Linked DNA regions of Sus scrofa: region 2 is linked to region 1. The links are chromatin contacts, called in public Hi-C maps. All regions are on one chromosome and are shown on one strand. The core of a region is the stretch at or near the end of the contact, and the rest is flanking DNA. Distances in the headings are between cores, read along the strand shown.

What was found. Hi-C and Micro-C count contacts between places; a contact is called where the count stands out from the background.
Region 2: a contact with region 1 is called in a Hi-C map of undifferentiated spermatogonia, with 2.2 times the contacts expected there. The contact joins two enhancer-like sites. A contact is called at or near these places in 12 of 47 Hi-C or Micro-C datasets (brain, embryonic fibroblasts, fetal heart ventricle and 6 more).

What each region holds. Positions count from the first base shown.
Region 1 is chr9:11,639,118-11,643,680 of Sscrofa11.1, reverse strand. It overlaps the pseudogene LOC100622525. Among named protein-coding and RNA genes, the nearest start is that of PAK1, 330 kb to the left of the region's middle. Within about 2 kb of position 1,965, at least 2 of the 83 cell types and tissues checked have an H3K27ac peak or open chromatin away from gene starts, as enhancers often do. A contact at or near this core is called in undifferentiated spermatogonia, where this site is marked.
Region 2 is chr9:12,037,154-12,041,604 of Sscrofa11.1, reverse strand. The region is part of intron 1 of LOC106504821 (a long non-coding RNA gene); the gene reads left to right. Among named protein-coding and RNA genes, the nearest start is that of AQP11, 26 kb to the left of the region's middle. Within about 2 kb of position 2,419, at least 24 of the 83 cell types and tissues checked have an H3K27ac peak or open chromatin away from gene starts, as enhancers often do. A contact at or near this core is called in undifferentiated spermatogonia, where this site is marked.

The DNA of each region.
Region 1 (4,563 bases), core at 716-3,215:
GACACTCAGAAGGGCTGTTCAGCAGTAGATCTCCAGCTCCTCCCGTCTCTGTTAATTACTATTCTCTAAACTCCCATCAGCACATAGACTGGAAAAACTATAAAATGTACAAAAGTATATTCATAACAAGCCTGTTATCAGAGAAGTCCATATGAAAAGGTGGAGGAAAGGAAGGCTTCAAGTACCAGTCCCCCTGTGACTCCTTGGCTTCCATCCCATTTATAGATGAACCAACTAGTCCCAGCATTGATTATGATACTTCACACATCCCTGCTTCTGCTGTCATCTCTGCCTCTACCTCTCAGGTACTCTCCATAGCAACAGTCCCTTCCAGTCTCACAACTTCAGCTCCTTTAATTCGACACCAGCTCTCCCATGACCGGGAATCTGTTGGACCTCCCAGCCTGGATGCCCAGCCCAGCTCAAAGACAGAATGATCAAAATCATACAACAACGGCCTGGATGATTACAGAGAAGATGCAAAACTATCTTTAGATCCAACCTGAAGGGGATCAAGATCATGCACAGCCAAAAGTCATCAGAAGACTCTGGATCCAGGAAAGAGTCTTCCTTAGAGGTTTTCAGTGATGCTGCCAAGTAAGGGTGGCTTCATTTCAGACGACTTGTCACCAGTAAGGGCAAATCTACAACCTTCTCAGAAGGTACTGTGTCAGTCCTCACATTTCCAATAAGGGCAAGTGAGTTGGTGGGGTATTTGGCCATGGAAGCAGATGTATGTTGTACTGCGGGGCCATTCTCTGTACCTGTACAAAGATAAATGGGAGCATACGGCTCCCTCCAAAGAGGGACAGCCCATCATTGTTGATGCTTGCTTGATAGACGTCTCTTACAGCAAGACCAAGAGGGAAAACATGTTCCAACTCACCATGTCCGACTGTGAATGCCTGTTTCAGGCTGAAGACCGGAACGACATGTTAGCCTGGATCAAGACCATCCAGAAGAGCAGCACCTTAAACGAGGAGGACACCGGAGTTATGAACAGGGATCTGATCAGTCGAAGAATAAAAGAATACAACAGTCTGATGAGCAGCAAAGCAGAGCCGTTGCCAAAGACCCCTCGCCAGAGTCTCAGCATCCGACAGACTCTGCTTGGTGCCAAAGCAGAGCCTTGGACTCAAAGTGCAACCCTCCCAAGGAAGATTCAGAAAGGAAGCTTCTCACTAAAGACAACACCAGTCCTCCCAAAGACAAAGGCACATGGAGAAAAGGCATTCCAAGTATTATGAGGAAGACATTTGAAAAAAAAGCCTACTGCTATGGGAACATTCGGAGTCAGACTGGATGACTGCCTACCAGCTCATACTAATAGGTATATTCCATGAATAGTTGATATATGTGGCAAATTAGTTGAAGAAAGAGGTCTTGAGTATACAGGTATTTACAGAGTTCCCGGAAATAATGGAGGCATCTCCAGTATGCCAGAGGAACTCAACAAGGGAATGGCTGATATCGATATCCAAGATGGCAAATGGCAAGATTTGAATGCAATCAGTTTACTGAAATCCTTCTTCAGAAAACTCCCTGAACCTCTCTTCACAAAGGATAAATATGCCATCTTCATTGAAGCCAGTTGTAAAGATCCTCTAGGTGGTCTGAAAACACCGAAAAGACCAATTCACAATTTGCCTGAACATCGTTACAAGACACTCAAGTTTCCTTCGGCTCATCTGAAGACAGTGATAGAAAATTCAGAAAAAAATAAGATGGAACCAAGAAACCTCGCCATGGTATTTGGCCCGACTCTCATGAGAACATCTGAGAATAACATGACCCACATGGCCACTCACATGCCGGAAGAGTACAAGATCATGGAGACACTTATCCAGCACCATGACTGGTTTTTCACGGAAGAAGGTGCTGAAGAACCTCTTGCAACAGCGCAGGAGGAAAGCACAGTAGACTCCCAGCCACTGCCCAACGTCGATCATTTACTCACCAACATTGGAAGGACAGGAGTGCCCCCTGGAGATGGATCAGATTCAGCTACTAGTGACTCCACAAAACCTAAGGGTTCTTGGGGATCTAGAAAAGATTAGTATAGCAGGGACCTGCTTGTATGCTCTATCTTCAGAGCCGCCAGGCGCAAGAGGAAAAAGCCAAAAGAGAAAGCCCGACCCAGCAGCTCAGAGGATGAACCGGGCAATGTATTTCTTAAAGAAAACGCAGAGCAGTGTCCCAACGACATTAAAGAAGAGTCCAAAAAAGAGAGCGAGACAGTGGGCAGAAAGCAAAGGATCGTCACTTCCGAAGAGACTAACACCAGGAAGGACACCAGCGCCGCTAAAGAGGATCAGACCGCTGGGCGGGGAGAGAGCGCGCCGGCCGGGGAGCCCTCGCCCCGTCCTGCTCAAAGTCACCCACTCCCAGCCGTAGCCTCGCGGTCCTGAGGGAGAGCCCCAAGCCCTTCGTGGCATCAAAGCCCTCCCTCTTTGAAGAGACAGAGTCCGATGATGGCACTTTGCTTAGCACTTGTGCCCAGGCTTCCACGAAGAAATCCACCAGCCCCGACGCGAAACCCAGCGAGTCCTTGGCCACCGTCACCATCATCACCTCCGATGATGCCACGACGTCGCCCGTGCCCTGCTGGTCCAGCCTGGACTCCAGCTGGCTGAGCCCCGAGGTGCAGTCGGTGCCGAGCGTAGGGGGGACGAAGCCGACTACCAGAGGAGTGAGCTGGTCAGCGAGGGGCGGCCTGTGGAGACGGACAGCGAGAGCGATTTCCCCGTTTTCCCCGCGGCTCTGACCCGGGAGAGGCGTTTGCGAGGAAAGCTGCAAGAAGCCGCCAAGACAAGCTGGAGAAACTCCGAAGGCAGTGAAGTCAGTTGTACCGGGGGAAGTTTAACACCGAGTTTAGGGAGCCGGAGGCAGCTCTGCAGTTCCCATGAACTAATGTGATACCCTGTCCAGGAAGAAATCGGCTTGATTCAAGTCAGCGGGAGTCTGGGAGATGCCAAGAATGAGAAGGAAACCCCTTCCATCGCCGAAGTGTTTGATGTTAGGAAAGAAGGAAAATCAACGGGGAGTTTGCTGACAGCCCCAAACCAGAAGAGAACGCGAGAAACAGGAACCCACCTGGAAAAGGAAAATAGCTGATCGGTTAAAACTGAGGCCCAAAGCACCAGCAGATGACATGTTTGGGGGAGGCAATCAAAAACCCAAGACGGATCCTGCCAAAAGGAAAAACATCAGACGGAGACACGCTAGGAGGGCACAGAAATGCTGCCGAAATCTGTGTTTTGAATTTTTGGACAGCGCAGGAACAGAGAGGGGAGAGAGAAGGCGAACTTTCAGCTGTGAGTCGGTTGAAGCCCCACCTGTCCATCTCGGACTGGCTCGCCAGGGAGCGCTCGCGCACCAGTGCATCCGACCCTGGGGACCCGCAGCCACAGAGCATTGGCCCACCCACCCCTGTCCTTTCAGCCCCACGCACATGGTCCTCCCAGCATCTTGGCTTCAACTGACAGGCCCCTTCTTTCCACACCGCCTTAGTCACCTGACCAAATAAATGGAGGAAGCTTCCAGAACACGAGCCACCGTGCTGGTTCTCCAGCGACTGCCCAACCTCATAAACTGTCCAAAACCCCAGGACTAGAGCATAGTCCCATCCCTGTCTTTAAAATGGGGGTACTTAGGCTCTAGCAAATACAAGCTACTGTTTACATATCCTAGTAACCCTATAAATATTTTCTTGTACCAGCATTGTTATTATGCAGCCTGCATTTGGGCTGGTTTCATCATTTTGCACTGTGAAATAGCTTTACAGTGCATTAGGACAGCCAGAGGAACAAATATTATATCTGTATATATTTATATTGGATAGTTGTATACAAATGAGCAAAGTATTTGTTGCAACTCACTGCATAGAGTACACCCAAGATTACCAGGGAAAATAGCTGGCATTAGTATGCAGCAGATCTGTTCTTTTGGGCTCATCACTAACAAAAGTGCCTCATCATAAAATTACACATTTGGTCTTTTTTTTGGTAAAATTTTATTTTTTGAAGTATAATTGACTTACAATGTTGTATTAATTTCTGCTGTACAGCACAGTGATTCAGTTATATATACGTATACGTATATACATATATATACACATTATTTTAATGCTCTTTTTCATGATGGCTTTTCACAAGGTATTGAATATATGGTGTTTTTTTAGGGTGCCATATTGTTAAAATTAGACAACTTACATTGAGTCAACAAATGTGTTTTATTGGTAACAAATTTCATTACATTTACCAGTTTTAACACAGGTGGATACAGAACTTCCATTCTTGAGTCATTCCAGGTGGATCTTTGAGTTTTACATTCAAACTTTAATACAGTTTTTGCATTTGCGTGACTTGGATATTTAATCTTTCTGTAAAATACATAACTGAAACAAACATACTATATGTGTCTTTTCTTCAGATACCAGATTTGCTATAAATGTTGTAACATAGGTGTGTAGATAGTGACCTGGGTGGAACTGGCTTCTTTATGGAGGAGAATATAATTCTGCATGAGGACTTCATGGATCCAAACCTGTGTCATGCCTGTGTG
Region 2 (4,451 bases), core at 1,170-3,669, 400 kb before region 1:
TTATTTGGGTAAATACCCAGGGGTGGCATTCCATGATAGTTCTACTTTTAATTTTTTGAGGAATCTTCATACTCTTTTCCATAGTGGTTACACCCCTTTTCATTGCCATCCACAGTCCATGCGTGTTTCTTTTTCTCCACATCCTAATACTTGTTATTCGTCGTCTTTTTTTTTTTTTTTGTCTTTTGTCTTTTTGTCTTTTGTTGTTGTTGTTGTTGTTGCTATTTCTTGGGCCCCTCCTGCGGCATATGGAGGTTCCCAGGCTAGGAGTTGAATCGGAGCTGTAGCCACCGGCCTACGCCAGAGCCACAGCAACGCGGGATCCGAGCCGCGTCTGCAACCTACACCACAGCTCACGGCCACGCCGGATCGTTAACCCACTGAGCAAGGGCAGGGACTGAACCCGAGACCTCATGGTTCCTAGTCGGATTCGTTAACCACTGCGCCACGACGGGAACTCCTCGTCGTCTTTTTGATAACACATGTTGCCATTCTGACAGATGTGAGGTGCTATTTCACTGTGATTTTGATTTGCATTCCCCTGATGACAGTGATGTTTTCATGTGCCTGTTGGCCATCTGTTTTTCTTTGGAAAAATGCCTATTCATGTTCTCTGCCCATGGGTTTTTTTGTTTGTTTTTTGTTTTGCTTTTTAGGGCCGCACCCATGGCATATGGAGGTTCCCAGGCTAGGGGTCCAATTGGAGCTGTAGCCACTGGTCTATTCCACAGCCGCAGCAATGCCAGATCCGAGCTGTGTCTGTGACCTACACCACAGCTCACAGCAATGCCGGATCTTTAACCCACTGAGCAAGGCCAGGGATCAAAACTGCATCCTTACGGATACTAGTCAGATTCGTTTCCACTGAGCCATAACGGGAACTCCTTCCGGCTCTCTTCTTATGCTTCCACACAAACGCTCTGTTCTAGTCAAACTGTCTTCTGTTATATTCCATGAACACACCAGGTCCATCCCTGTGTCAAGTCTGCAGCAATACAAGCTGCCGTTGGAGTGCTTATCTTGTACCCAAACTGAGCAAGCCAATTACATGTGTTCTCTCTAATCCATACAGTCAAATTTCAGGGAAAGCATGAGTATCCCCATTGTAAGGAAAGCAATCTGGTGTTCCGAGACTCCAAGAGACTAGCTGAAGTCCCGGCTTGCGAGGGGAAGCTGGAATCTGACGTGGGTCTGTGGACGCCAAAGCTCAGGCTCCTGAGCTGAAATCCCTGCCATCTGTTCCCACCCTGCCTTCCCTCCCAGGGTTACTTCTGCCTTAGGAGTCAGCTTGAGGAGTTGGCTTGTGGTGCCGGGGGTAAAGATCTGGCGGTGCGACTGCAGCGGACTGGGTCACTGCTGTGGCTCGGGTTAGATCCCTGGCCTGGAAACTGCTGCATGTCGTGGGTGTGGCCAAAAAAGAGAAAGAAAAAAGCATCATCTCTAGGAGTTCCCGCCATGGTGCAGTGATTAACGAATCTGACTAGGAACCATGAGGTTGCAGGTTCGATCCCTGGCCTTGCTCATTGGGTTAAGGATCCGGCGTTGCCGTGAGCTGTGGTGTAGGTTGCAGATGCAGCTTGGATCCCGAGTTGCTGTGGCTCTGGCGTAGGCCAGCAGCTACAGCTCCGATTAGACCCCTAGCCTGGGAATCTCCATATGCTGCAGAAGCAGCCTTTTCAAGGCAAAAAAAAAAAAAAAAAAAAGAATCATCTCTAATTTCACTCCTTCTCCACAAAGCCCTTCCCCCCACTTCTTTTCTATTTTCTCAATTTTCACCACACTCACCCCTCACATTGGCTCTCTGGGTGGGTGCACCTCTCGTGGTAACTTATTTTGTCCTGTTTCCTTCTCCTCAAGGCTGAGAAGGAGAAGGACCTTCCTCTGTGTGTCCGTCCTGGTCCTGCAGCTGTGTCGAGATGGTGATAGTGCAAGATCATAATACTCAGTCTTTTCTGAGATGCCTCCCCCGGGAATATCTGGAGAAGGGGAGCCCCTGTAGGCCCAAGGGGAGCTGAAATTTGAACTGATTAGGAGTAGAGCCTTCCATGGGCTCAGGTTTGGAGTGATGTTTCCAAGGAAGCCTCTAGGTGTCAGTAGAAAGCCTAGCTTTGCGAGCATGAGGCTCCAAGGAAATCAGAATCTGAGGCTGGAAAGGGTTTTTCTCGTCTTCGTCATCCACCTAAAGCTAGAATTCCCTCTCCAGCGCAGCAACGACCACAGCCACATTCCTTCCAGCCCAGCGGCGGGTGATGAGGCAGCCTCTTCAGAGGTCGGACGGCTTTATTAGAAGCTCCTCGTGAAACTTCACCTCCTCGGAGCTTTCTGGGCAAGGAAACTAAGTGAAAGCAGCCATGCCCTGCAGCTGATCCTGGGCCCGCGAGAGGCCAGACTGTGGCTGAATCGGGCCTTCCACCCGGGATTGATTACTCCAGGATGCTGCTGGCATCAGTGGGAGCCTCGCTGCTCTGGGCCGTCCTGCCCCTCAGCCCCTCCCTGATGGCCTAAGTGTTGTCCAGCCTCAGAGCATCTGGGAAGGAAGGACGGCAGCGCGCTGTCTTCTCAGACCCAGGGGTGAAGAGGGTGGCTCTTGACAGCAGAGCCCGTTGACCTGGAGCGTACGTGTCTTGCTCAAAGATGCCTTCCTTTCACTTCTGTTCTTCCCAAGGGCTCCTCTCCAACAGCCAGATCCTTGCTTAACCAGACTCAATTTTTCTGCTCAAAAAATAAGAATACCTCTGTGCTTCCCGGTCCCAACTTATTCTTTGGAAATGTAGAGAACAAACCCAATGTATCTTCCTCTGGGATTCTGAAGATAGAAGTCAAGCCATCCCTCCCTCCCTCCCTCCCTCCATCCATCCCTCTCCCCCTTCCCCCTTCCCTCCCTCCATCCATCCCCCTCCCTCCTTCCCTCCCTCCCTCCATCCATCCCTGTCCCCCTTCCCCCTTCCCTCCATCCATCCACTCTCCCTCCCTCCCTCCATCCATCCATTAAACACATCTTTACCTGGAACCTACCATGTGCCAGGCCCTGAATCTCTTAATAGGCAGATAATAAGTGGCAAATGGTATTATTAATGACCTGATGATTAACTTAGTCACAGGTAGGTTCACTTTTCTGTGGTGGATTTCTGAGGAGGGAATGGAGAGATGAGGAACCCAGCATTTACTGAACATAATTATCTGCCAGGCAAGGTGTAAGGTGCTTGTTTTACTTGCCGTATATTGTCTTACCATCATCTCATGAAGTGGGTTATCTATAGTAGGTCTCTATTTTATTTTATTTATTTTTAAAGTAGTTTTTAATTGCTAAAGACCCTTTATTTTATTTTATTTTTGTCTTTTTTAGGGCCACACCCACAGCATATGGAGGTTCCCAGGTGAAGGCCACAGCCATTGGCCTGCAAAACAGCCCCAGCAACACCAGAGCCTTAACCGTCTGAGCAGGGCCAGGGATCGAACCTGTGCCACAGCAGTGACAATGCTGGATCCTTAACCACTAGGCCACCAGGGAACTCCTCTTTACTATATTTGATCGATAAATTGCTATAATAATATGTAGGAAAATTTTCAAGAAAATACAAAGGATCACCCCCAAATCTCATATCTTAATACAACATTTTCTATTCTAATTTATACTCGTATGTATATATATGTCCATTGTAAATCCTTAATAAATGTAGGTTTTATTATAATTCCAAGTGCTTTATGTTTTGATTTTTTTTCACTCAGCCTTATTTAAGGGTAATTTATTCATGTTTCTGTGTAGTTTTCCTAATGATCACATTTAACAGCTGCCTAATAGTTTATGAATTTTTGTTATAATTTAATGCTTTTAGAGGTGACGTTCAGGAATTACTATCCAGAAATAGTCTCTCTAATTCATTATTTAAACCACCTGCTTCCATGTGGCTTAAACTCTTTTTGTCAATGTGTTATACCTTCAAGGGGACAGGGACATATTTTTCTAGTAAGCAGGACATTTTCTTTTTGGTTTTAGAGGGTTTGGGGTCAAAAGCAGATTTGCAGTGTTGGTATCACAGGATAATGGCCGTGGGTTTAATTGCTGTTTGTTTCTTCCCAGATCCTTAGTGTCCTGATCCATGCTCCTGCTGACCGAAGCTCTCAGTTGAAGCTTCTAAAAACCTATTTAGGCTTCGCTGAGTCAGGTACTTCTCTGGGCTTTGCTGTGTGGTCTCAGTTTCTTCCCGGTAACTGCTTCTTATTCTGGTGAAAAGTGCCCACTCTTATGGCAGCAAGTCAAACAACAGAGGCCACTGTTTGGTTTTGGTCTGTGTGTGTATGTCTGTGCACATTCCTTGCAATTTTAATCGTGTTTCTTCCTGCAGTATCCTTTTCTCTTCATCTTAACAGCTGCCAGAGCCATCAGGAGAGAGAGGTGGGATGGGATCAAAGTTATAGCTGTCTCCAGCCAAAGCTATAGAGGGTCCTTG